Regions from separate parts of the Mus musculus genome. Here all the other regions are linked to region 2. A link is a contact called in public promoter capture Hi-C and targeted proximity ligation data. All regions are on one chromosome and are shown on one strand. The core of a region is the stretch at or near the end of the contact, and the rest is flanking DNA. Distances in the headings are between cores, read along the strand shown. Region 1 holds the start of Tmem179b (transmembrane protein 179B). Region 2 holds the start of Vps37c (vacuolar protein sorting 37C). Region 3 holds the start of Ahnak (AHNAK nucleoprotein (desmoyokin)). Region 4 holds the start of Stx3 (syntaxin 3).

What was found. Promoter capture Hi-C pulls out the DNA fragments that hold promoters and counts their contacts. Capture Hi-C pulls out chosen DNA fragments and counts their contacts.
Region 1: a promoter capture Hi-C map of liver shows a contact between it and region 2, with 2.8 times the contacts expected there. A contact is called at or near these places in 2 of 39 promoter capture datasets (the 3T3-L1 cell line and HPC-7-derived erythroid cells), 2 of 130 datasets of targeted methods (embryonic forebrain and pancreatic cancer cells) and 1 of 9 other capture datasets (liver).
Region 3: a contact with region 2 is called in a promoter capture Hi-C map of liver, with 2.1 times the contacts expected there. A contact is called at or near these places in 2 of 39 promoter capture datasets (embryonic stem cells and liver).
Region 4: a targeted proximity ligation map of extraembryonic endoderm stem cells shows a contact between it and region 2. A contact is called at or near these places in 4 of 39 promoter capture datasets (embryonic stem cells, hippocampal neurons and liver), 1 of 484 Hi-C or Micro-C datasets (embryonic stem cells), 1 of 130 datasets of targeted methods (extraembryonic endoderm stem cells) and 1 of 9 other capture datasets (embryonic stem cells).

The regions. Positions count from the first base shown.
Region 1 is chr19:8,771,625-8,778,156 of GRCm38.p6, reverse strand. Tmem179b (transmembrane protein 179B) reads left to right here and starts at 3,690. Exons shown (of 5, transcript NM_026325.3): 1 at 3,690-3,822; 2 at 4,465-4,652; 3 at 4,733-4,867; 4 at 5,051-5,129; 5 at 5,323-5,635. The coding sequence starts at 3,727. The coding sequence ends at 5,484. Taf6l (TATA-box binding protein associated factor 6 like) reads left to right here. Exons shown (of 12, transcript NM_146092.2): 10 at 1-70; 11 at 2,639-2,767; 12 at 2,867-3,803. The coding sequence ends at 3,628. Tmem223 (transmembrane protein 223) reads right to left here. Exons shown (of 2, transcript NM_025791.1): 2 at 5,682-6,109. The coding sequence ends at 5,817. It also overlaps the pseudogene Gm2518.
Region 2 is chr19:10,685,394-10,691,938 of GRCm38.p6, reverse strand. Vps37c (vacuolar protein sorting 37C) reads right to left here and starts at 3,204. Exons shown (of 5, transcript NM_181403.3): 1 at 2,960-3,204. 2210404E10Rik (RIKEN cDNA 2210404E10 gene) reads right to left here. Exons shown (of 2, transcript NR_131163.1): 2 at 6,381-6,545.
Region 3 is chr19:8,985,234-8,991,930 of GRCm38.p6, reverse strand. Ahnak (AHNAK nucleoprotein (desmoyokin)) reads right to left here and starts at 2,647. Exons shown (of 5, transcript NM_009643.2): 1 at 2,502-2,647.
Region 4 is chr19:11,816,183-11,822,393 of GRCm38.p6, reverse strand. Stx3 (syntaxin 3) reads left to right here and starts at 2,991. Exons shown (of 11, transcript NM_152220.2): 1 at 2,991-3,702. The coding sequence starts at 3,673. It overlaps Gm41810 (a long non-coding RNA gene), which reads right to left. Exons shown (of 2, transcript XR_003952942.1): 1 at 4,054-6,211; 2 at 117-3,741.

The DNA.
Region 1 (6,532 bases), core at 2,441-4,940, 1.9 Mb after region 2:
GACAGACCCTGTTCGGCCTCTCTGTTCTCACTATGGGGCAGTGGTGGGGCTGCATGCTCTAGGCTGGAAGGTGAGGACTCTGGCTTTCTCTCAGACCTTTGAGAGTGGCTGTGTTACAAAGCTATCATTCACGTGTATTTTATTGTAAAAGTGGTGTGTGTTTGATTCTGCCATGTTGAGACCTTGCTTTAGGCCCTGTTTATTGTATACCTTCCTTGACTATGTGTAAATGTTTTCCCTTCAGAACATTTTCTTTTTTAAAATCCCTGCCCATTTCATAACACTATGTTAGGAAATACCCTCAGTTTCTTCGTTCCTCTCCTTTTCTCTTTGGGTTTTCATTTATTTGAGGCAGTGCTTGTTATATAACCCTTACCGGCCTTCATCAGTTTGTGATCCTCTTGCTTTATGCACCACACAGCATCAGTTTCTGTTGTGTATTTTATAGCAAATAGTAACTTAGCATCCATAGAGATCATCAGATGATTATGTGTCTTAATTCTGTTAATATGACTATGTCCACTGAGCCACTCTTTGAAACTTGGACTAATTCTATTTGTTTCATTTTGAAGAAAAAAAAAAAAAAAAATATATATATATATATATATATATGAAAAGGTTTTAGGGACATATCAAGTGATCTTGACTATGTCATGTTTCCATTTTTTTAAAAAAATGCTCACACTCTTTAGGGTGCTTTCATATTGTTCTAAGGAGAACCAACACACTTTATTTCTGCAGTGACGCTGCTATAGTGCTATAGTCTTTTTAGGGTTGCTCCTTGTTGGTATGCAGAAATATAGTTGGTATGTGTGTGTGTTTTAAGCTCAGGGACAATTTTAGTAGAGTTTAAAAGAAAACATCTTAGGGCTGGCAAGCTATAAATCTAAGAAGCTGCTCAGAGGTGGAAGTTGAAGGAAAGAAGAAAAAAAGCCATGCCATTTGAGCTAAACAGGCGAGGGATAGTCAGCCATAAGGTGGGGAGAGGTTTTAAAGAAGGAGTGAGAAAAAGCATCTAGAAATAAAAGAGACAAACCAAAATCATCCCCCCCCCGCCCCCCCCAAAAAACCAAACCAAAAGTGTTTTGCCTTACGACCTTAATCCCAGCAGAAGCAGGCAGATCTCTGAGTTTTGAGGCTGTCCTATCCTACAGAGTGAATTCCAGGATAGCCAGGGTTACACAGAGAAACTTTCCTTAGCCCCTAACTCCCTACCCTTCATTGTTGGGATTAAAGGCTTGAGCCACCATGCTTGGTTTTTTAAAAACAAAAACAAAAACAGGGACTTAAAAGTGAAGCCCAGGCTGGCCTCAAACTTGGACTCAAGCTCCTGAATGCTAGAGTTACAGGCTACCTCATTCTCAAAGTCTACCTCATTTACTGTTAAGATAGCTTTGCTTTGCTTTTTTCCACCAAGTGTACTTTATTGAATCTGCTGTGAACTGATCTGTGAAGGTAACATTTGCATGCATAGGGTAAAGGGTCAAGGCCTCAGCCTAAGGGGAGGGCCAGATGTGGATAGTGGAACACAGGGCAGCTAGAATCTAGAATGTGGCATTCTTTGTAAAAATGAAAGACTGCCACAGAGGTGGTAGAGGAAATAATGATAATAATGATAATAACCATAAGGATGCTGAAGATTCAGGCACTTGGCCTGGTCTCCAGTCATCTCGCCCACCATCTTCCTGTCCCTGGACTTCACAGAGTAGGCATAGGCAATGAAGCCCAGGCAGCAGCATTGAAGAGTGCATTGAACAGGGACCAGACCACATGGTCAGACACAGAACTGGGTGTGTTGATCACAGTGGTCCTCACAACAGCTGAGTTGTTGAGGAGTTCCCCGAGTTCAGTCACCTTTTTTGATTGTCTCATAGCTTGGAGGAAGCCCGGCATGTATTGACTCTGGAACAATCATCTGGAGGATGGCTGCTGCTAAGATAGCTTTTCTGAGTGTATAGTAATATCTATAAATTCTAGCAGGATGTTCTGATGTCTTCCATAAAATATAATCCCTATTTCTTTCAGCATTTTCCCCAGGAGTTTGGTCAGCATTGTCAAATGTTTATGCTCTGGATGAGTGATCCAAGTCTACCTTATATGTCAAAGCCCATCTCTAATGTCATTGTCTTTGTTAAGCATGTTTTGCCCCCAGATGATTACACCATTTAAAACTTTACAAAGTCATGTGTAGTAGTACACTGCCTGTATAATCCCAGTTTGGGAAATGAAAGAAAGGGAATTCTCATGAATTCAAGGCCCAGTCTGGGCTCCCAGTATTGTTTTTATGTGTGTGGTCTAAACTCAGCTCTCATTTCTCTAACAAGTACACCACTTCCTTACTGATTGTATTTACTAGCAGTCTGCAAACAATTTCTGTGTCTTAATGATTTAATTATGCCTAAATAGCTCAGAGTAAATGCCAGTAATGGGGCTTTTTAATATTGCATGTATTTGTATGTTTTGATCCCTTATGCTTACCAAAAGCTTATGCATACAATAGATCCCAGAGACGTGGGATATGTCAATAAGGAAATAGAGGACTGAGCCCTGTCAAAAATTGAGTGGATCTTTTGTGGGAAAGGGCACTGAAGAGGGCATTTGGAACAAGGTTGCTTGACTGCAGTCCTTTGCATTCCAGGCAGTGGAGCGAGTCCTCTACCCACATCTGCCCACTTACTGGACAAACTTGCAGGCTGTGCTGGATGACTATTCCGTATCTAATGCCCAGGTCAAAGCGGACGGGCACAAAGTGTATGGAGCCATTCTGGTGAGTTAGCAGTCCCACCTTCTCTTTCCTGCAGGAGCTTAGCAGATTTACTTTGCCATGGCTCTTGGGCCCAGGTTCCTCTTAGCTCTCTGTTTACAGGTGGCCGTAGAACGACTATTGAAGATGAAAGCTCAGGCAGCAGAGCCCAACCGCGGTGGCCTTGGCGGGAGAGGGTACCGTCCTGCGGAGGACCTGCCTTGGGACAGCCTTCTCCTACAAGAATCTCCCCCCGGGGGCAGCTCCGAAACAGGTTTTGGGTCTGGTCTCCCGCCACCATCAGGGGTTGCGGGACCAGAGGACCCTTCTTCCTTGACCCTGGCAGACATCTACCGTGAGCTATACTCCTTCTTTGGTGACAGCTTGGCCACTCGCTTTGGCACTGGCCAGCCTGCTCCCACGGCCCCGCGACCACCCGGAGACAAGAAGGAGCCTGCGGCTGCCCCGGATTCGGTGCGGAAAATGCCGCAGCTGACTGCCAGCGCCGTGGTCAGCCCTCAGGGTGACGAAAGCCCGTGCGGTGGGACTCTCGCCACCGCCACCGCCGCCTCGGAGAGCAGGCCGCTACCGCGCGTACACCGGGCGCGGGGTGCTCCTCGTCAGCAGGGCCCCGGCGCGGGAACGCGAGACGTCTTCCAGAAGAGCCGCTTCGCGCCCCGTGGCGCCCCACACTTCCGGTTTATAATCGCAGGGCGTCAGGCCGGGCGGCGCTGCCGCGGGCGCCTCTTTCAAACTGCCTTTCCTGCCCCATATGGGCCCAGCCCCGCGTCCCGCTACGTGCAGAAGCTGCCCATGATCGGCCGTACCGGCCGCCCGGCCCGCCGCTGGGCGCTCTCCGACTACTCGCTGTACCTGCCGCTGTGAGGTTGCGGCGCCTCGGAGAATAAAGCCACACCCGGAAGTGACGTGTCTATGCTCGTGGGCGGGGCTTGGGTGGTTGTCTTCCTGGTAGCCTGGGCGCCATGGCGCTGCCCTGGTTGCAGCGAGTTGAGCTCTTGCTCTTCACTGCCGCCTTCCTGTGCGGGGCTTTGGCGGCCGCGACGCTGACCCGGACCCAGGTGCGGCTGCGGGGGCGGGCTGGCCTTGGGGTCCAGCAGGCTTGCGTAGGGGGTTGGACAGGGTGACTACACTGGACCTGGGGTTAGAACGTTCCAAAGTTGTTTCCTCTCCAGAGGAACTGGACAAGCTTCCAGTCGAGCTTCATAAGCTACTAGGGTTTTGAGACACACAGGCCGTCTCTGCATCCACCCAGTAATAGGAACATTTGTGGAAAAAAAAAAAAAACAGTGTAGCAGAGAAATCGTGATTGTTAACAAAGTATGTGAAGTGAGGAAACATACAACTGTGTACATTTGAGTCTTGCCTACTGCTGGGTAGTTTTGGTGATAGAATACTTTGAATCACTATAGGAGTCTAAAACACCTACTTTTACAGATTAGTAGAGTTTATTGTTAAGGGACACACAAAGTCAGCGTTTACTTAGAACTCCTACTCACAGAGAAGGGCAAACTTGTGATTTCCCTTAGGTTCCTTATATTTATAGCCTTTTGAATTCGGATCCTTCTGGGCCCTGAGATTTTGTTCCCAGCAGATCCATCAGTCTCCCCGTTCATCTCAACTTGTGAACTAGTCCTTACATATGACAGAAACCTACATCTCGGGTACTGAACTGAAATGGACTTAACAGCTTCTCTCCACAGGGCTCCTTTGGTGGTAACTGTCCCTTGTATGGTGTGGCTGCACTCAATGGCTCCTCTCTGGCCTTGTTAGGTCCCTCAGCCCCTTCCCTCTGCTACTTCGTGGCTGGGGCTTCAGGCATCTTGGCACTCTACTGCCTTCTGCTTCTCTTCTTCTGGGTCTACAGCAGCTGCATCGAAGACTCCCACAGGTGATTGCCCTACTGATGACAAAGGGCCGAGGTTGAGATGAGTCCCACCTCGGCCACCAAGCTTGTTTTCTCTTTCTCAGAGGTTCTATAGGGCTCCGAATTGCTTTGGCCATCTCAGCTACAGCCATCTTCCTGATCTTAGTGTCTGCCTGTATACTTCGATTTGGCACCAATTCTTTCTGCAATTCCATCATCTCCTTGAACCTTACAATTAGGTAACGGGAGAGGGAGGGAAGCCTGACAGGGACTGTCCTTCTGTAGGGGACATGTCAGTCATTTAAGTTCCTACTTTATCCCCTTCCTCTGGCCCTTATCTCTGAGGACACAGATGTGCTTAGAGCATGTCCGTCTCCTCCCCGCCCCTTCTCACAACTTGTTTCTTTAACCTTGTTTCACAGCTGCTCTGAAGCCCAGAAAACCTCATGGACACCTTCAGGAACTGCTGTGCAGTTTTACTCCAACCTACATACTGCTGAAGTGAGACACAGGGATACGCTAAGATTAAGCAACTGTAGCTTAAGCGTGTTCACCATGTAATATGTGCTTGGCTGTACTTCATTCACAAGCTCAAAGTAGCTATGGGGCTTGTCACCTTAGTCTGATCAATGTTGTGTGGGTAGGACTGGATTGGAGCCGGCTTCCCACCTCATACTCCTGTTCTCTTTCACAGACCTCTTCTTGGGTGAATCTGATATTGTGGTGTCTGGCTTTGCTGCTCCAGGCCATGCAGTGCAAGTTTAAAGCCACATCATACCAGCCCCAAGAGAGGGGTGACCAAGAGTGGAGCTCTGAGACAGATGCTCTTGTTGGGCACCACCAGTCTCACTCCTGAAGAATACTCAAGTGCTTTCTACAACCAGAACCTCCATGCCCCAGTGCTTTTAATCCTCTTGTCTCTGTACAGCCCTGTTTATATTAGAAACCTCAGTTTTCTCCTTAAACTTTTTTGTACCAAAATAATATATTACTTTTCTTCATCATGGCATGGATTTCTTGATGTTAAATAGATGAGAGAGAGGACAGAATGATGGCTTAAGTAGGCATGTATCAAGCCTTTTGGAAGAGATTTATTGGCTGTTAGTGAATTCTGGGCACCTTTTTATTGTCCTGGTAGTCTCCTCATCCCTAAGGGTTTTGCATCGTCTGAGAAGGGTAAGCCATTTTTCACAGGCTCCGGTAGGCACCCACAGTGTTATCAAAGAGTTGAGTGTTGGGAAAGTGTCCAGCTTTGTCCAAAAGGAAGTAGAAGCGCCGGCCTTTGACTTTCAGAGGCAGCATAGCAGGAACTTCACCTCTGTGAGCCATGCAGGAAATCTGGTTCAAGGGAACTGTGAAACAGGTACCCAAGCCAAAGGGGGCATAGGTGGTCAATGTCACCTGCTGCCCTCCTGCAAGGAGCATGACAGACCGCACAGATCGGAGTGAGTAGAGGAGACCAGCACCAAGGACCAAGACTCCTGCAGGGAGGCAAAGTGGGGTAAAAGGTTATACAGACACCCCCACCCCCACCCCTTAGAGTCAAATTACTGTAATGGAAGTAACAGTTTTGAGCAATTACACTCTAAAACTCTAAAAGGTTCCTAAATCCTTTTTTTTTTTTTTTTTTTTAAGAAAGGTAGCTAGGCAGTGGTGGTGCACGCAATCACTAGGGAGGCAGAAACAGTTGAATCTCTGACCCAGCCTGGTCTACAGAGTGAGTTCCAGGGCAGCCAGAGCTGAGAAACCGTGTCTTGAAAAAACAGACAGGGTCTATTATTCCATGCTGGCTGCAAGCTTGCTATATGTTCAATAACTTTTAATTTGTGATCTTCTGTCCAAATCCAGATTACATCTGGATGCCATCATATATGTTAGGCAGTGTTGGGTTCTAAACCCTAGAC
Region 2 (6,545 bases), core at 1,955-4,454:
GCTGTAAAGAGCAAGAACAGGAACTACAAAAGGCAAGAGACCAGGGAGCTGGAGCTGTGGGAGAGCTGCTAGTTAGTTGCTGCTGCTGAGAGATAATACTGAGAGCTGAGGGTCCCTCCCTACACCCTGAGCAAGAGCTGTAACACAAGGCATTGGGCGCTAAGCCACTTACCTAAAGGTATAATATTAAGAATGAAGGGTGCAGCTGACACAAAGGGAGCTAGTTAAACTTGCCTCATTCTCAAACTCCATCTGAAGAGAGAAAAAGAACCCTCGGCTTCAACAGACTGGTGACAGGTGCAACTGCCCTCCTTGATGACAAGAGAAAGTCGTCAGTAAGGACACAGAAAACAAGCGGCCAGCACTCCCTACAGACTGGACTTGACCACTGAAATTTATAGAACACTCCACACAACCGCAGGACACACTTTTTTCCTGAAGTTTCCCTAAAACATTCGCCAAGACACACAGCATCCTGGGATACAACACAAGTCATGGCAAATTTAAAACAGTTTAAATTAAGGCCTGGCTCAGGTGGTAGAGTGCTTATTCAGCACATGGGAAGCCCTGGGTGTGATCCCAGGCAGTAGGTCAGGTGTGGTGGGACACTCCTGATCAGCCACCTCAAGCTCCCGCCACCACCGCCCCTTACCAGAAGGGTCTTGTGCCCTGGAACTATGAACCGACATACCCCCCTTCACCTTTTGATGGATTGTGTCCAGGTATTTCTACCACAGCAACAAGAAAAGTACCTGGCACATTAAGTCCTCTGTTCACAAAGATATTAAATGCAAAGTTGTTGTTTATGGGGCAGAAAAATAAAGTGACAATCCTAGCCTGCTCCTTCAGCCGCTTGTGAACCTGGGGAGGAGATACTGTGCTGTGGGAGTTAAAATATTCACAGGTCTTCAATGAAGAGGCCTACCTAGCTGAAGTTACCTTGAAGTTCACAGTGGAGACTCCCTTCTATAGCCCATCCTAAGCCCCAGGGCCTCACCTGTCAACTCCAGCTCAATCAAGGCAAACCTGTTTGATATCTAAGGTCTTCCAGACAGTCAGGGAAAGCAGGTATAAAGAGGAGAGAATGGAGGGAGGGATTTGTGGAACATGCTGCCAAAGCCTGCACAACAACCTAAAGGCTGTGGCCATTACTGAAACCTGCGTCACAGGGCAAGCTGGGTAGGGACAGATCAGAACCTTTCAGGAACTCCAGATCCCAAGAGGAAACTTCTAACACAACCCACCCCCCCCAGCCCCACCCCCACCACCCACAACAGCAATCCAACTGCTCTAATACAGGTCCTCAATGACCTCATTGGTCAGACTGGAAAAACCCCACTACTGCGAGCCAAAGTGTCCAGGAATGAGTCATATGTCTATTTATCTCAAAGTCCTGTTAATGGCACACTAGCACATGTCAAAGCAATAAGCAAAAGGCAACAAGAATCTTGAGTGACCACCTCAAGCTCCAGTGGCCCAGCAAATCTACAAATATGCATTAAGACCGGAATCACCCAGTCAGTGTATGTGTTAAAAACAAACTCCTGGGGCGCCAGCCAGCTAACATCACAAGACTCTCCAGAGATGGGGGCTCTGCATTTTCAACCAGAATGACCGCAGATAATTCTTAAGCTCCAACATATTAGGGCAACTGAGGCGTCTGGAAGGCAGTATTAGAGTTAAAGACTCATTTGCTTTGTTAAAAAAAAAAAATCTAACAGCCACTCATTGGTTGATAGTAGCCAATTCTGTAAACGGGTCACCAGTCACTCAGAGGTGTTCTCTATATCCAGTAACCAGTGTAAAACACCCCCAAAACAGTACCCAGCAAGGACAGCCACACAAGCAATCAGAACTACTGCTTGGCAAAACAGCAACAGAAAACAGCCCCACTGAAGCACTCCATCATGTTTTCTACTTAATGGAAATTACAAAGGCACTGGGCCAGATTTCCAAGACAATCTTACGAAAAAGGCTTTTTTTTTTTTCTGGGCACTATGACTGCCAAGAACAAAGACTCATTTCAGAGTCCACCATTTCACCCAGCAGCCCTCAGTTCCACAATCCCCAGATCAGGGCCCTCCCTGGGCCCCAAGCAAAGAAGAGTCTTTCCCTTCTAAGTCCCTCTATCACCACCATTTCTAGCTGCAGGACTGACAGTCACTGAATGTGGAGTGGCACGCTATTGGTAGAGACACCTGGAAAATATGCAGGGAGCGATGAAGGAGCCCTGGTATCCGTGAAGTTTCTTGGCTCAAGGTGGCTAGCCCAAATCTGATTGACAAGGTATAGGCTGGACTCAAGAAATGTGACCCTGATGATAGTCCACTCTACCAGTAACTCAAACACATCTCTGGGAATGTCTTGGCCCACCAAAAAAAAGTGAAAGAACACCCCTAAACGGCTGTGAGGGGAGAAACAAAGCAGAACCAGGCACATGCTGGGACCATACACCTGGAAGGCCCAGAAGTAAGGATGGCTCAGCCATGCTGGACAGTTCAAGTCGGGGTCCAGAAGAAAGGGGAAGAACCCTTACCTATTGCTAACCTGGGGAATGATACAGGCCAGCAAGACAAAGGCCAGAGTCCCTCTAACTCCACTATATCGCAGGGGCAAGTCAGAATACACACAGGCCTCAGTTTCCCAATCCGTACAAGGGGCAAAGAGGCTCTTAATGACACAAAGGCCACAAGGTACTCCTACAGAGGGTGAAGGGTTGCGTGGCGTTAGCGGATAGGTGGGAGGGGGCGGGGCTGAGGCGACCGGCGAGGACAGCCTCCCACCGTCCATCCCTCCCACCCCACTGCAGGGGCGCAGGCCCGCGGGGAGTCACGCGCCCATCGCGCCCAATCGCCGGCTTCGGCCAGGAAACCCATCTCTGAGTTCGCCGGCAACGCCCCCGGCACGGTAGGCCGCTGCCCGCCGCCGCCCGAGACCTTCCCCAGCGGCGCTCACCTACCGGGGCCGCCGCTACCGCGGGCAATCAGCCGCTGCCCGCACTTCCGGGATCCACGAGCCCCGCCTCTACCGGATGTGACTTACTCCCGCGTCCAGCTGAGAACGAGCCGCACTGCCCCTCCGCCGCGCCCCGAGTGTCCTGCCTTGTAGGCCTAGGGGTGGCCACGATACCTGCACTCAGACGCTGGTGGCTTCAGGCGCCACACCCGCGGAAGGCCACTCGGCCCCGCCCGCGCGGGGGAAGGCACCACCCCTAGCCCCGCCCCCGCCGTAGGACTCCGCCCATTGCGAGTACGCCTGCGCAGACTTGCAGGCGTCCCTTCGTTTGCTCTGAATATCCTGAGACAAGCGTGGAACTTCCAAAGGGAGGCTCCAGATGGGCTCTTATTGCACCACGGTATCCCCGGCCTGCTGCGCACACTCCTTTTTATAGTTTGGCCTCAGGACTAGAATGGCTGCGGTCCTGAGTCCCCTTCAGACACTGCTAACAGCTCTGAGCTTTCCTAAAAAATCACCCTTTGTCAGGACCGTAGATTGCTCTTACTCGTCTGTAGATGAGTGTGTAAGCGTCAGACTTGATCCATCCTCACTCGCCCAGAGTGACAAGCCTCAGGAAGGGATGGAAACAAACCAGCCCTGAGAGGTGAACGCCATTCCACTTTGGCTGCAGTGGTTAGATTAGCTTCCAGCCTAAGAAAACCCTGCCACCCTTTGTTATACATTAGAACTTTTGTTGCTAGTGGCAGAGACCAGCACAAATTGGCCTCTTCAAAATGGTAATTGCTGGGTCATACAACGAGAAGTCCAAAGGCCCTAAGTGATACCAGGCTCAGTGTCAGAGGCCTCCACCTTCACTTGACTCTGACTTCTGTCCACCCAAAATGGATCTCACCTCAAAGAGAAGGAGAGAGCCAAGAAAGAGTGACCATGACATGGGACACAGGTTCAGGTTGCCTTAAATAACATGTTCCAATGTAAAAGTGCTTTTGTGAAGTCTGTACAGTAACAGAATAAGGCTACCCCAAGGCATTTTACAAATACATTGCTGGGACCATCAGGCCAGTGGGTAATGAGAAATTAGGGAAAATCTCTGTTTGGGTCTGAGGTGCTATTTGATTACATTTTAGCTTTGGGGTCTGCTGAGTTAGTGCATCCCAAAAGGTTTACCCGATAATCACATTGATATGAGGTAAGGCACAGAAGTGAGCAACATTTATTAAGGAGAATAACAATAATTATCAGTTAATTGGACCCTGTAACATCCCAGCTTTCCACAATCAAGAAGTTCTAATCAGTCAACAGAGTTGCAATTTTATTTATTTATTTATTTATTTATTTTTGAGGGGGGACTTCCATCTTGTAAGTTTCTCTTTTGGGTCATCGAATTTCATCAAGATCTCCCACTTTTTCTATTTCATATTCTAGATCTAAAATGATCATCATTGTCCCCATTGGTCAGAACTCCCTCCCCTTTACTACCTCATGGGGTCCCTGGGTACTCAGGTCTCAAGTCCCCTGTGCTGTCCTAGAACTCTCAAAGTAGTCAAGAGTAAGCTCTCACCTCTACCTGGCAAGTGCACAGTGTTATGCTGTGCTGGAGACACAACCCAGGCCCTGCACACACACACTCTCCCCTACCTCTAGCACAGCTACTACAAAAGGAATCAGGACAGACGACAGCTGTGCCTGCAGGTGACTTGCTTGAGGTGCTACCTTTGGGGGCCACCCAACATGATAGGGGTTCAATGCTGTTTGTTTTGCAAATACTTCATTTTGTAAGAACTCAAAGTCAGAGTGAGGACTGTTGACAGCCGCTTCCAGAAAGCCTGCTTGACACCATTTCTCCATGGTTGGGAGAGCCGGCCAGGCCAGTGAACCTGAATGTTTTTGTCCTTTCTCTTATGCTGTGTGAGTTGGGTTTTTTGGGTTTTTTGTTTGTTTGTTTTTAATTTTGAGCTGACAAGCAGACTCCATTTTGTGCATCATTATATGCAGGTGCTGGGAACTTCTAAAGCTAGAGCCCAAACAACCAAAACCCGAGAAATTGACAGAAGTCTGCTGCAGACCAAACACGGGGTCTGTCAGTGCCAAGCACTGGTGGTAGACCTTTTGAATAGCCAGACTTGGAGCATAACAGGAGGGAGGGAGAGCAGTGGCAGGAAAAGGTCTCGTGTGAGAGGGGGCACTAGGAAAGATGCCTTGACTTGGCTTCATAGAATCCCCAAAGCAGCCCCAGCACTAGTTGGAGCCACAGGCTGGGCCAGAAGGCCACATAGCTATTCTTTCAAATCTTCAGCTGGCCACTCCCAGCTACTAGACTAGACCTCAGACCTGGAAGACACTTTGTCAGGACCCAACCTGGGACTCTCCAGTTCCAAGTCCTAGTTCATGCTGTACCACTAAACCACACTGTCTTTGGCCAAGTCCCTTCTGTTTCCTAGCACTCAGTTCCCCGTGTGTAATGCCAAGGAGAGACCCAGAACTCATCCTCCTTCAAGATACTCCATGATGGGGCTAGAGAGATGGCTCAGAAGTTAAGCATTTGTATTTCTCTCAAAGGGAACCCAAGCTTAGTTCTTAGCACCCAGGTCAGGTAACCCACAACCTCCTGAAACTCCAGATCCAGAGGATCTGATGCCCCTCTTTTCTGGCCTCTGCATAGACACACACACACACTTAAAAATAATAAAACTAAAATATCTCAAAGAAGAACTCATAATTGAAAGGACACCCCAGTGAGGGGGATTAATGCCTGCTTGCCCATCTTTAGTCTCCCTTCTGTACTTGAGTACAACACTCACCCAGGGGACCTCTGTACCCCATTACCACTGTGATCTCAAGGCCTCCTTCATACTTGATTCCTGGGCTCAGAGTGAATGGCTGTCTGTGATCCGGGTAGGGTGGCCAGGGCTGTCAACAAAGCCAAGCTTACTCTGGGCCCAGGCCACATGGATAAGCTACATATCTCGATGTCTACCTATAACAATGGCTCTGCCCTCTTGGTTTGCTTTTGTTGCCCTCTCTGGTTTTCCTGGAAGGTGCACACAATAGAACTAGGGAGAGTGCAAACACTCTTGTCTAATCTTCCCCAGTGTGACCATGTGGCACTCAGTGATGGCCCCACCCTTGGTAGATCCTGCTTCCTACATTCCTCTCAGTAGGTGAGCAGGAACTTAGCATCAGCACCTGTCCCAAGGCCTATGTCTAGCAGTCATTGGGACAGAGGAATGCCTGGCCTTTTCTGGTGGCTTGTCCTATTTCTCAGCCAGATCCCTGTAATGAGACACTCAGGAAGCATGTGTGGTCTCCTCCCCTCTCCTCTCCCAGGATGTTCTTGAGAAGCAGAGGCAGAAAGTCCTGGGTTTCAGCCTCATGTGAGCTGCTCAGCACAACCATGTTCCCCAAAGAAAGACAAAAATGCATTTTCAATCCTAAAACACGGTGTCACTTCCAAGTTCACAGTCAAGAACTGTACAGTCAAGTAACAACAACGACAACAAAATCACATACAAAACAAGTCTCATAATATTTTGAGTAAGTTCAAACTTTTGTGTTGGGCTACGCGCATTGTTAGCTATCCCAGGGTG
Region 3 (6,697 bases), core at 1,398-3,897, 1.7 Mb after region 2:
AGCGTAAGGCCTGTAGGGCTCTGAACCTCTAAGCAGAGCCTCTCTAGGCCTGAAGTGAGCTCCCCGGTCTACTCTTTCTCTCTCTTGTCCTTTTCTGGACTTGGAGCTGTGGAGTGCTAGGCCAAGACCCTCAGGGTATCACTGCTGACTTCCAAACCATTAGCACTAAGTCTTGGATGACTCACGTGCCTGTCTCTCTGAATGTCCTGGTTCTCTTCACAATGTCCCTTTGCATAATCTCTTAGGGACAAGAGCTTTAGAAAGGAGTTCAGACATCTTCCAGATGTCATCCCTACGCCCCCCTCCAGTCCTTTACTAGATCAGCTCCCTTGTTCCCAGTTCCTTTCCCACACTCCCCTTGCCCCATAACTCAGCTCAGGCCGAGGAAGTGGCCCTTAAATGAGGGGTTCCCTTCTACTGCACAATCTGCACACTCTACAGACCAGATACAGGCCTGCCCTCCCCCACACCCCCATAGTTTTTCAAGAAAAGGAAGCTACTAGTTCATTCAGCTTGGGAAAAGGAAAAGAGACCCACCCTACCCCCAGAGACTTCCCTAATAGGGCAGGACCAAAACAGTTCTACTCACCTAAGCCATTCTCAGTGTGGGGAGAGGCCCTAAACATTGCCCACATTGCCCATAGCATCTTCCTGTGTGCCCTCCCCTCTCCCAGTCACCTATGAGGACAGTATCATTGATATGAGGACATGAATCATTGGATCTTGTGAATTCATCCCATCTAGTATACGTTAGGTACAGTAAGATGGTTCCTGCCATTGCTAAAGTTTAAGGGCAAACTGTTTCAAAACCATTTGTTGGGAGTCCTTTTTCTCCTGGGAATTCCAGGTCACTTTCCAAGGATCCCCCACCCCCATCCCCCCAACTACCTCCAGAAGCTTTTCTGCAAATCCCCTCCACAGAACAGGGACATTGAGACAAGTACCCCTGGACACGTGTGTCCTCAGAGACAGCCTAGGGCCACACCCTGCCAAACCAGGGTGCCAACCCAGACATCATGCGCACAATCTTCTGTGGTCACATTGTGCAGAAGTGACAATAGAGTGAGCAGGCAAGCACACACACACACACACACACACACACACACACACACACACACATACCAGGGACACTACGTTGTCAAGGCTCCACTCCATTTGACTTGTAGGATATCCCCGGGTCACCCCAAGAGTCTTCAGTGCTCATCGCCATGTACAGCTAGCCCTGATGTCAACCCAACGCCACCAAGGTTCTGCGTCCCCCAAATCTGCCTCGGCACTGAAAGGGGCTCCAGCCAGAGGAGGCCCAGGCTCCCGCACACTGCACATCCCCTCCCTGCATGGGAAAGCCTTACATAACACAGCTCTCTGCACACACCCTAAGCATGTTGCCTTTCCAACCCCACAGTAGGATCTTGCCCCCCGCCCTCTCCGCTGGCGCGCACTGCAAAAGTGAAGGGTTCCAAAGGAGAGCAGGGAAGTCCTTCACCTACGCCCTGCGCTCCGGCCCCCACCGCCTACACACGGCCTCTTTCCCCCTCCGCTTTGCCCCTCACCCCCACCCCCACCCCCGAATTCTGGTTTGAATTAGTCACCGGCTCCAACCACTACATTCCTCAGGCTGCTGGAATCCAGCCAGGCGCTGGGGCGGGGGCCATCCCGCCCGGACGAGTTTGGGAGTGGGGTGGGGTGGGGAGAAAGCACCGCCCCTAGAAGGAGCAAGGGAGGTTCTGGGGACTGTGTCGATTGCACAGCCCCCTCCCCGCCCACCCAGCGCAGGAATCTCCCTAATTATGTCCCCCACCCCCCCTCCCACTCCCACCCATCCCACAGGGAGGCACGCTGCAAACTTCCAGGCTCCGACGCCCTGGAGAAAGAAGGGAGTTTTCTGGATCTGGAAACACAGAGGGGCAAGACTAGGGCGGGGCAGTTGAAGGGGAGCTGTTAAAGTCGCCGCTAGGAGCCAGAAAGGGAGAGGCTGGTGGTACAGAGCAGGGTGGGGCCGAGGGGAATCCGGACGCGAAGTTCGAGATGGAGGTGTGGGGAGCCGCGAAAGACAGCAGAGGGGGCACGCGGTGCAGGGGCGCGGGAGGGGCGATGGGGCTCTTGGAAACTTCTCCAGTAAACATGGTATAGGAACCAAGTAGCGCTCTGAGCCGCCGCCCCAAAGAGATGGAATCGGTCAGGGACCACCAGATCAGGAACGCCCTGCACTGCAGTTGGAACGACAATACATCCGCGGGAAAAAACTAAAAGCGCAGCAAAGCACACTTCGAAGCGATTTTCTAACTTAGTTAAACTTGGCCCCAACTCCGGAGAAAGAGCTTTACTCCCGAAGCGTGACGCGTCGCCTGCCCCGGCGGCCGCAAGCGGCCAGGTTTGCTCCCAACAGTCGGAACCCTCGTAGTGACACTACCGCAAATGCACCTTGTCCGAGTCCCTCTCTCCCCTGGTCGCCCGAACCCTGGCCCCACACCTTACCGCCCAGCGCTCCGCTTCCCTACCTGCGGGCTCAGCCCCAGGACGCAGCCATAGCCGGCGAAGGGCCCGAGGTCGCAGTGCTGACTGCTGGCGACGGCGAGCCCCAGTCGGGGCGGGTCTGGCAGGGCGGACAGTGCAGTCCCCGCGGCAGAGCTGCTCCAAGTGGCCGGGCCCCCGTGCGCGGAGGCGGCTCTTGTAACTCGGGCGGGTCTGCCCGGAGCTGTGGGGAGAGGGCGGGGCCGGGCGGGGCCCGAATAGGGCAAGGACCCGAGAGCACGACTAACACTGAAGCCACCCTGGAATGGGCCGGTGAAGGGAGAAGGTTGAGGGGGCTCAGGGACGAGGAGGCGTCGCCTTTTCCCCTCCCCTATCCCATCTATTGCTCCTGTCCCGGCTCTGGATCTTCCCACCCCATTTTAAACAGTGTGTGTGTGTTCACCGGCAAGAAATTCCTGGAAGCACGCAGGGGCACAGATTCACAGTCGGAATCCAGAGTCAACCTAGTCTGCAGAAGAGCCAAGAAGCTCAGATGATTCAACCTCGACCTCCAGCCTCCACACAGACCTTTGAGCTTTCTCTCAAGCTCAGATACATTAATCCCAGGCCCCAGCCTCCTCTCCCAGTTCCCAGGCTTCTTGCAGCCTCGCCCCGTTCCTCGCCTTCAGGCTCTCTCCTCTTCTACAAAACACACTGACTCTAAGACTTAGATCCGACCCCTAGGAATGGAGTCACCTATGCACCACACCACGGTGCTGTTCTTCATTGCAGCGACACCAGTCAGGCCTGCAGCTGTTGGACGCACCATGGAACAACTCACTCTCTCCTGTAAACTCTGTCCCCCATGCCTTTTGGGTATTTTATTTGGGGGAGGGAGCACAGACTGTGTAGCCCGGCCATCACAGAACTGGCTAGAACTGACAGCCTTACAGATTCCCCTGCCTCTGCCACCCTGGGACTAAAGGCATGAACCACTATGCCCCAGTAAGCTTGAGGAACCCAAGATCCAGCACTTTCTTTGCATTCCCAGGCCTTCTGCGCCTCTCACAGCTCCTCCCCCATATTTCCATTTGCAAGTTGCTCCGCTCCCCAATTTACAGCCATTTCCCACAGCCACTTCTAACTCTATGTGGATTTTATTAAATGCTTAATGATGGGGTTGCAGAGATGTTCTGGCTGCATCCCCCCTCCGCACCTCCCTTTTTCTCCTTCCCTATTGAGTTCTACCCTCTCTGGCAGGTGGCTACCCAGCTGCCCACTCCAGTTTCCCTTCCTTCCCAAATGCCCCAAGAGGCCTCAAGCTGGAGAACTGAGACCTTGGCCTGAGGCAGGAGCACCTTCGCTCCAAGATCATGAGTGGGCTGGGGCTGAGACCAGCCCTGCCCTGTCCTCTGAAATGGCAAACATGTTTGCAGGCTAAAAATATCAGCCAAGTCTGCTGCCAGCCCTGGGGGCTGTGTCCAGGTCCAGTTACCACACAGGGTACAGGCGATGGGGGGAGGGAGACAACAGAAGGGAGTGACAGAGAACAGACACAGATGTAATGGACACACCAGGGTGGAGAGAAATGTAGGTAGAAATTCAGACAGGCATGGACATGTAAAGACAGGCAAAGCAGAGACTTGGCTACTAACATTCCTCTCTCTCTCTCTCTCTCTCTCTCTCTCTCTTTCTCTGCCCCTCCTCAAACCCACTAGACATCACAAACACACTGTCAATTGGCTTAACAGCCCCCCCCCTCCAAATCTACTCCCTTCCCAGCACACTCCCTACGGTGAACTCAGTAAGTTCCAGGCCACCCAGAGATACCAAGTGAGGATCAGGCCAAAACACATTTCAAAAAATAAAACTCAAGAGCCAGTCATGTTTTTTTTTTCCTTTTACTTAGTGTGCATGATCATGTGGAGGCCATGGGACTTGTGAGGGTCTCTTCTCTCTTTCCACTGGGATCAAAGAGGTCATGAGGTTTGGTGGCAACTACCTGAACAAGTCATCCCCTAGCCCACAGTCCTGATTTACTGAACCAGGGTCTTACAGTGTAACCCAGGCTGTTCTGGAATTCACGATATAGGTTTGGTTGTCCTCAAATGACAACAATTCTGCCTTAGCCTCTCAAATGCTGAGATTACAAGTCTTCACCATATCAAGACATTTTATTTCACGGGGCATGGTGGCGCACGCCTTTAATCTCAGAACTGGGGAGGCAGAGGCAGGCAGATTTCTGAGTTCAAGGCCAGCCTGGTCTACAGAGTGAGTTCCAGGACAGCCAGGACTATACAGAGAAACCATCTCGAAAAAAAAAAAAAAAAAAAGAGGACATTTTATTTTATTCATTTTAGATGGGTACTCATACACTTATTGAGCCAGAAATGGTGATACATACCTTTAATCTCAGCACTCAAGAGGCAATGATTGGCAAACTTTGAATTTGAGGCCAGCCTGGGCTACATAGTAAGACCCTGTCTACACATAAATAGCGTTTATTTCACCTCTTAAATATAGACCAAGAATAAAATGAAGTACTCTGCAATCCTACTAGCTAGGTAATCCCTGTTGACATTAAATCAATGCCTCCGTAATGGGTCAGGGCATTTGGTAGGTGTTTTGTATGAGTAATAGGAATTTCTCTTATGTGAAAAATGAACACTGTACAATTGAGCTTCATCCCGGTCCTTGAAATTTAAGCACTATAGAGAGGCAGAACCATAAAAAGCAAACTTCTGCCTAGTGTGGTTATCACTCTGAGGCTGTCTGACCGAGACACCTAGGAGTCAGGGTCATCTGTGACCTTGGCTACATAAGAGTTTAAAGTAAGCCTGGACTACATAATGCCTTGTCTCAAAAAAATGTAAATTTCTCCCTTTTTCTCTACCCACTCTCCCCCCAAAAGTCACCAGTTAATCAATTACCAACAGAGTAGGTGGCAGAGGCAAGAGGCTCTCTAAGTTTGAGGACAGCCTGGTCTACAGAGTGAGTCCGGGACAGCTGATGCTAACACAGAGAAACTTTGTGTGTGGGGTGTGGGAACTTTGTGCATGGGGTGGGGGATGGGGTCTTCATTTTATTTTTTGAAAGAACAAGTTTCCTGATGCATGTTCAAGTGGAAATTGATTTATTCCTAGGCTTTCAGGAAGGTGACTATGATGTGATGCAAGCCCAAAGACACAGGGTATCTGCAAGGTGCATTCCAGGCAGGAGTGTTAGAGGAAGGAGGCTGGCACAGGAGAGTAAGAAGGAAATGAAGAGATGCGGGCACCAGGCACCTCAACTTTGCCGCACTCTGCATCTCCAAGAGGGACAGCTTCCTGGGCTCTGAGCCAATTGTATCTGCCCCAGTGTTTGTTCTGGCCACCCTCTTGGTCAACAGGGAAGAAGGCAGGAGGACATGGCTGGCTTTTGGAGCTACAGAACAGGGATTTCTGTCCAGACGCTTCATTCAGGGTTAAGGATGTCAAGATTGCCTGGTCAGGGCATGGTCTGGGAACTGGCTCCTGTCCAAGTCTAGGCTAAGAGAACAGAGAAAGGATAACGTCCATCCTTAAAATCCTTGAAGATCATGATCGTGCAATTGGAACCAGACATGAAGTTTCCTAATCAGCCCAGAGGAAGGGGTTGTTTTCAAGTTTTCAGACAGGTGTGATGCTGGTTCCATGACTGCGAATCTAAGTGCTCAATGGAGTGAGGCAGGAGGATCACCAAGTTCCAGGCCAGCCTAGATTATATAGTTCTAAGCCAGCCTGTGCTACAAAGTGAGACCTTTGCTTCAGAGAATCACACATAACAATTTTTTCAGTGTTCTAAGTGGAAATTCTAGTCCATCCCCATCCCACGCCACCCCTCCTTATCTCACCCCTACCATGATGCCCACTGTATGTGATTCTGCAGCAGATTTTCACAGGTTAGCTCACTTAGTTCTCACATACCCTGAGAAGGAGGTCCTCGATAAGGAAACAGCCTCAGAGGGGTTGCTGATTTACCTTAAGTCACACAGCTGGCAAAGGAAAGATTCTCACTCACATCTACACTCCTTAAAGGGATTTCCCTCTGCATGTGCTCTAGGTGGGTGGGTGGGAGGCACTGGCAGGCATTCAGCAATCGCTCAAAACCAAGAGTTATTTATTGTAATGCTAGGGTTCAAAGCCAGGGTCTCATCCATGCTAGGCAAACACTCCACCACTAAGATAGATTCCCCAGCCCTCAGTGGCATGTTAATTTACTGAAT
Region 4 (6,211 bases), core at 1,742-4,241, 1.1 Mb before region 2:
TCCTTGTATCCCTAATCTCTCTAGAAGTTTTATCATGAAGAGGTGTTAAATTTTAGTTTATTTGTAAGGTGGATTATAGTTACTGATTTTTGTATATTGAACCATCGCTGTATCTCTGGGATGAAGCCGACTTAATTATGGTGAATGATTTCTTTTGATGTGTTCTTGGATTCAGTTTGCAAGTATTTTATTGAGAATTTTTGCATCTATGTTTATAAAGAAATTGGAATGCAATTCTCTTTCTTTGTATGTCTTTATTGGTAACGGTGGCCTCAATGAACTGGGCAATGTTTCTGTTTCTATTTTGTGGAATGATTTGAAGAGGAGTGGCTTAACTATTTTTTCAAAGTGTGGTAGGATTCTGTACTCAAACCATTTGGCCTTGGGCATTTTTTGGTTTAGAGACTTTAATTACTGCTTCATTTTCACGAGGGTAATAGCTTTGTTTTAGTTGCTCATCTGATCTTGATTTGAGTTTGGTGAGTGGCATCTATTGAGGAAATTAATCATTTCTTTTACATTTTCCAATTTGGTGGAGTGCATTTCCTCAGTGTCTGTTGTTATGTCCCCCTTTTCATGTCAAATTTTGTTTATTTGAATACTCTCTGCCTTTTTTTTTAAATTTGGATAAGAGTTTATCAATCTTATTGATTTTTTTTCAAAGAACCAACTTTTGTTTCATTGATTCTCTGTATTGTATTGTATTTGTTTCAGCCCCGAGTTCGATTATTTATTAACATGTACCCCCTTTGGGTGTAATTTCTTTTCTTTTCTTTTTTCTTTCTTTCTCTTTCTTTCTCTCTTTTTTTGTTCTAGAGTTTTTAGATGTGCTGCTACGTAATTAGTTTGAGATGTCTCCAATTTCTTTTAAGTATATGTACTTAGTGCTATGTGTTGGGTAGATTCCCTCAATTCTAAGAATAGAATGAATATTCTAAGGGTGGTGGAATTCAAGACATCCAATTTTAGAAACACCTTAGGTTTGTCCCTCCTCCCCGCCCCCTGCCATTCATTGTTTTTTGAGACAATGTCTTTCACTGGCCTGGCGCTCACAGCTAGGTAGATCTGGCTGGTAAATCTCAGGGATCCACTGTTTCTACTTTCCCAGTTCTGGAATTACCAGTATGTGCCACTGTGTTTGATTATTATTATTATTATCATTATTATTATTATTATTATTATTATAAGTTCTGGGAATTGAACTCCGGTCCTCATATTTGTGGAGGAAGCACTTTACTGACTGAGCTATCTCTTAAGCTCTGACTTATGTTTTTTTTTTTTTTTTTAAGTGTCTGGATTAAGGCAAGAAGTAATAGGGAAGAAAACTTGTTCTGTATAATAACTTTTTAACAGAGCTGGTACCATTCAGTCATGGAAGGTACTACCTTGGGAGTATACAGAAAAACTGAGCAAATTAAAATGACCAGTGACCACTAACAAAAAGCTGTTCCATGCTATGTATCCTATGGTGGCCTTATCTAATGCACCTTTCTGATTCTATAATAGTCTGTGACTTTCATTGTATCACAGCTATTGTCCAGCTATGTAAATTAGATATCGGTAGTAAGCAGAGTGCTTCTATTCATGGAGATTATAAGGACTTAGTGTACAGGAGAAGCACGGTTTCTTCTCCCATCCCCAGAGCTAGTTTTGCATCAAGTAACCTATTCATGCCAGCCTTCCTGCTGTTTGTCTGTGGATCTGAATGAGTTTAACCTCTTACTGGTTGCTTCACTAATAAGCTAAAACATTAAAATATATTCATTTTATATTTGCATGAGAGTCACAATTTTTTCCCTGTTGAAATCAATTATATCCTTTAAAATAATTTGCTGGGACTTAAAAAAATTTTTTTTTTACTTGTATGAATGTTTTTGCCTGCATTATGTCTGTATACCACATGTGTGTAACCTCTGCAGAGCCCAGAAGAGGGCGTTGCATCCCCTGGAACTGTGTGTCACCATGTGGATGCTGGGAATTGAACCCAGGTCCTCCAGTCAGTGTTCTTTACTGCAGGGCCGTTTTTTGCAGCCTAAAATCAATCGCGTCTTAACTGGAATCCTTTGTTCTTGCTTCAAAATGAATCCATCCTCCTTCCTCACTTCTGTCCAGATTTCAGACGTCCACACTTCGAGAGTTTTTCACTGTAACCCCTCTTACTGGAGAGGTTGAAACAGGAGAATGGCAAGTTCAAAGCTTGCCTGGGCAATTCAGGGAGATTCTGTCTGAAAGGAGAAAACCTAAGGGCTGATGCTAGAGAATGAGCTCGGTGGCGGAAGGTTTTCCAAGTGTTTGCTGGGCTGGGGTGGGGGTGTTCAAGCCCTAGCTGTAGGGTTACGACCACCAGGGGGCGTGGAAACTTTCGCAGTCCTCGCTGGGCCAGCGTCAGGACAGGAGCCGGAGGTCAGATAGAGGATTAGAGTTGATTACCGCATAGTTGGCTCTAACAGCTCAAGCCCTGCCTTACTTGACTACCTTTATGGCAGCGGAGGAAGTCAGTAGGAGCGTGCACATCGCAGAGGGTAAAGTCCGGTTATAATTAGAAAGTATCTATGGCCTTTAAGATTGAACACAAAGTCGAGGATACTTCTCGAACTTGAGACCAAGTCTTCACTAGCGCCAATTGTTGACCACTACTCTGGTCGATACGCCATTTGTTATCCCCAAATCAAATACGGAGGGGAAGGGAATAGGGGCACCGTTGAAGAGGAAGGGCAGTGAGAAGAACCACACTTTTCTAAAAATTCTTCAAATCCCAGGGCTCTTGACAGCAAGGAGGAGAGAGGTGGGCTTAAGTTTTCCAAATCAAACAAACGTCTTTATCCTACAACTCTGCCCGGTAGTTAAAAGTCAGTTGCTTCTTTTCTCGTACAGGCTAAGCAGAAAATTGCTAAGCAGCCTCTGATTTATATAGCTATGGAAACGGACTCTCCTAGATTCCCTCAAGTTATTCAAATTGTTAGTAAAAGGTGACTGGACCGCCTACACGACTTCGAGAGGCCCCACAACCACTAGCATCATAATCCCCAAATTCCTCGCCGCAGCCCGATCCAGGGCATCTCATCTGCAGTTACGCCCTACGGGAACAAGTCTCTGAGCCCGAACCGCACAGATTTTATACCCAACAGGTCCCTTCTTTAAGGCGGAATATCTCTTGAGCATCATCGGAACGTTTTCCCTCATCAAAGGGAGCAGGAACCAGCTTGTCTTCAACCTGAGGAGTCCGCAGAGGGCCGAACAATAAGAACAGTGCGGAAAATACGGAATCGAAGCCAGACAGACCACCCCCGCCTTTTTTTTTTTTTTTTTTTGTTTCTGCCTTTCGAGGGGCATGGGAAGGTGTGCCCGGAATGCTTCCGGCGCTGGAGCGCGCTGGCCCTTTAAGCAGGAGCTCGGGGAGCGGCCCAGGTATGGGGCGGGCCCAGGGGCGGGCGAGCCCTGAGCCGGCGCGGTCTCGTAGCCGGATTTGGAGCGCGGCGCCGGCGGGGGCCGGAGGGGGCGGCGCGGCGGACCTCGGTGGCCTCGGACGCTCCTCCTCGAGAGCGGCCGCCGCCCGCCTCCGCCCGCTCTAGCAGCTCTCTCGCCCCGGCCGGCAGCCGCCGCCGCTCCAGGCCGCTCACTTGGGACGCGCTCACCTGAGACAAGGCGCCCGCCGCCCTCACCTGGGCCAGGATGAAGGACCGGCTGGAGCAGCTGAAGGCCGTGAGTCCGCGGCGCTTGGGGGATCAGGCGGGCCCCGGGCTGCGGGGATCGGTCATCAGGATAAGTGGCGTGGGAGAGGGGCTTCTCCTAGTTCCCCTAACCCAGGCCGCAGGGGTGCTCTGCGCGCTAGGCCTCCCTCCGCCCAAGCCCCCGCCTCATCCCGCGGAGCTTTGCACCCTCCCCTCCCCTGCAGGGTCATGTGCTCGGTGATTCATCACCTAGCTGCGATTTCCCTGGACGCCCGTAACCCTCTTACCCCTTCTCCCCCAAAGCTGGACAGGGTTCCTCCAGAGCTGGACCCACTCGGGGACTTGAAATCAGCGGGGCTAATGGAGAAGTCAGGGGGCTCACCTCACCAGCTGTCTTCTGCCGCCTGGCACTGTGCCCCAAACCGGCCTCCTCTCCTTTCTATTTCCCTCCCGGAGCACCGGGCAGGGCTACTCCATCCCCGGAGTAGTTGAGAGTTCCGGGTGACTTCCGGAGCGGTGAGCCTGTTAGGTGCTGAGATGGCACCCCTCTTCCCATTCAGTGGTCTGTAATTATTTTGTCTTGTACCCCCGGAGACAGCTGTGGTCGTCTGCCGCACAAAAGCTGAAAAGCTTAGGTCACTTACTCTTTTGAGCCTATTTCCTTGTCGGTCAAGGGAGAATCTTCCTTCCTTATAGGTCTGTTATGAAGGTTGAATGACATAATGGGATTGATATAGGGAAGTGCTGAAGCATCAATTTTTGGAGGTATAGATTCATTTAGTAAGTTACTGAGCACATTCTATGGAGCAGGGCGAGTGTGAAACTTTAGGAACCCACCCGGTGATACAGGCTGCCACTTAATGGGATATAACAGTGCAGCCCTGGAAACTCACAGTGGAGTCTGCCTCCTAGCTAGCCTAGAAGCGCGCATCAGCTCAGATCTCAGACTAGACCTGGTGAAGGTCTCACCGAGTCTTCCCAGGTGATTAATGAGCTCCTTACAGTAGGGAAGTATTAGTCTGCATTAGCACTGGGGCTTTGCCCTGGCCCTACTGCTTACTGGTTACCCTTTAAACTCCAAGCTTAAGTTTTGTTATCTGTAAAATGAGTAGGTATGCAAGCTAAAAGCAAGTGAGCTGCAGGAGAGCCCTTTGTATGGCGCCTAGGACTTATGCTAATAACTTAATGTTTTTTTTTTTTTTGGCTTTTTTTGTTTTGAAATAGAAATGTTGGTGTTGTAATTGTTTTACTTTCTCCTCCCTTGCAGGGATGAGATCTTCCTCACCCTGTTTGCATGCTCTGGGTCCTGGGCTGTAGAATAGGTTTGGGAGATGGAGAAATGAGAGAAGGAAGAGACAGTTGCTTATTGTGGGAGCCAGCCTCTGCCCCAAAGTTGCTTTTTCACATTTGAGCCTCAGGGCATCCTGGTTAACTGAGGGGCAAACTTTACTTGGTGCTCTTTTGTAGTTGGGATAACCTGGATGGCAGGGATGCCCCTTGTCAAAAAGAGTTCAGAGCTGAACAGCAGTCAGAGGCCGCTCCCTTTACTTAGTCAGGGAATCTATTTTGAGACTAAGATACTCCCTGGCTCTTTTCAGTAGTTGGTTGTCAACAAAGTAATCTTAAGTGAGCTTTGAGTTCCAAGAACAAGGCATTTTTCTAGGGAACCGGAACACGTTCCTTTGCCTCTCAGCCCTGCAGGGTTAGCCTCTGTAAATCAGGGCTAATGCAAGTGAGGTGCTAGCTGGTGCTATATTTATGGTAGTGTTCTAAAACCACAGGGAGGTCGCTGTCCTTTTGGAGCAGTGCGATGCAGAGAGGATGGGGTTGAAGTTCAAAGGCTTCTCTAATTGAGGCCCTGACACTTAGTAGCCGGGATCCTTTTGCAACTTCACCTCTGTGCTGCTGCTGCCTCAGCCACTGCTTCTTCTTGATTATTCTTACTTATTTATTGACAATTTCATTCACGGATACAATGTATCTTGATAACTGACCCAAATCCTCCCTCCTCTATCCTCAGATAACCTCCCGTACATCTAACAGTCTTGTACCTTCATGTCTTCTCTTTCCTTTTCTCTTTAAAAATTTTACATAATCAATTGAGTCCAGTAAAGGATGCCTGCATGCAAATCAGTATGGGGCTGTCTACCAGAGCATGGGTGGCCTGCCAAGGGGACACACTCCAGAAGGAAGAAAAATGATTCCCCCTTTCCCTAGAAGCCGGCGACTGCCAATGGCTCCTCACTTAGGGGTGGAGGGAGCCTCATGAGCCCTCAATCTGTGATGGAATGTCACGTGGCTAGATTTTGTGCCGGCAGTCACAACTTCTGTGTGCTACAGCCATGTTGTGTCCTGAAGACAGCCTCTCACAGCGTTTTCCCCATCCTCTGGCTCTTCAGTCCTTTCTGCCTTCTCTTCACCATAGCTCAGGAGTCTGGATGGTAATAGCATAAATAGCCCATCTAGGGCTGAACACCCAACTGCTGCTCATTTTCAACACTGAGTAGTTAGGAGTCTTTGCGTGGGCTGCTGCCCATTGT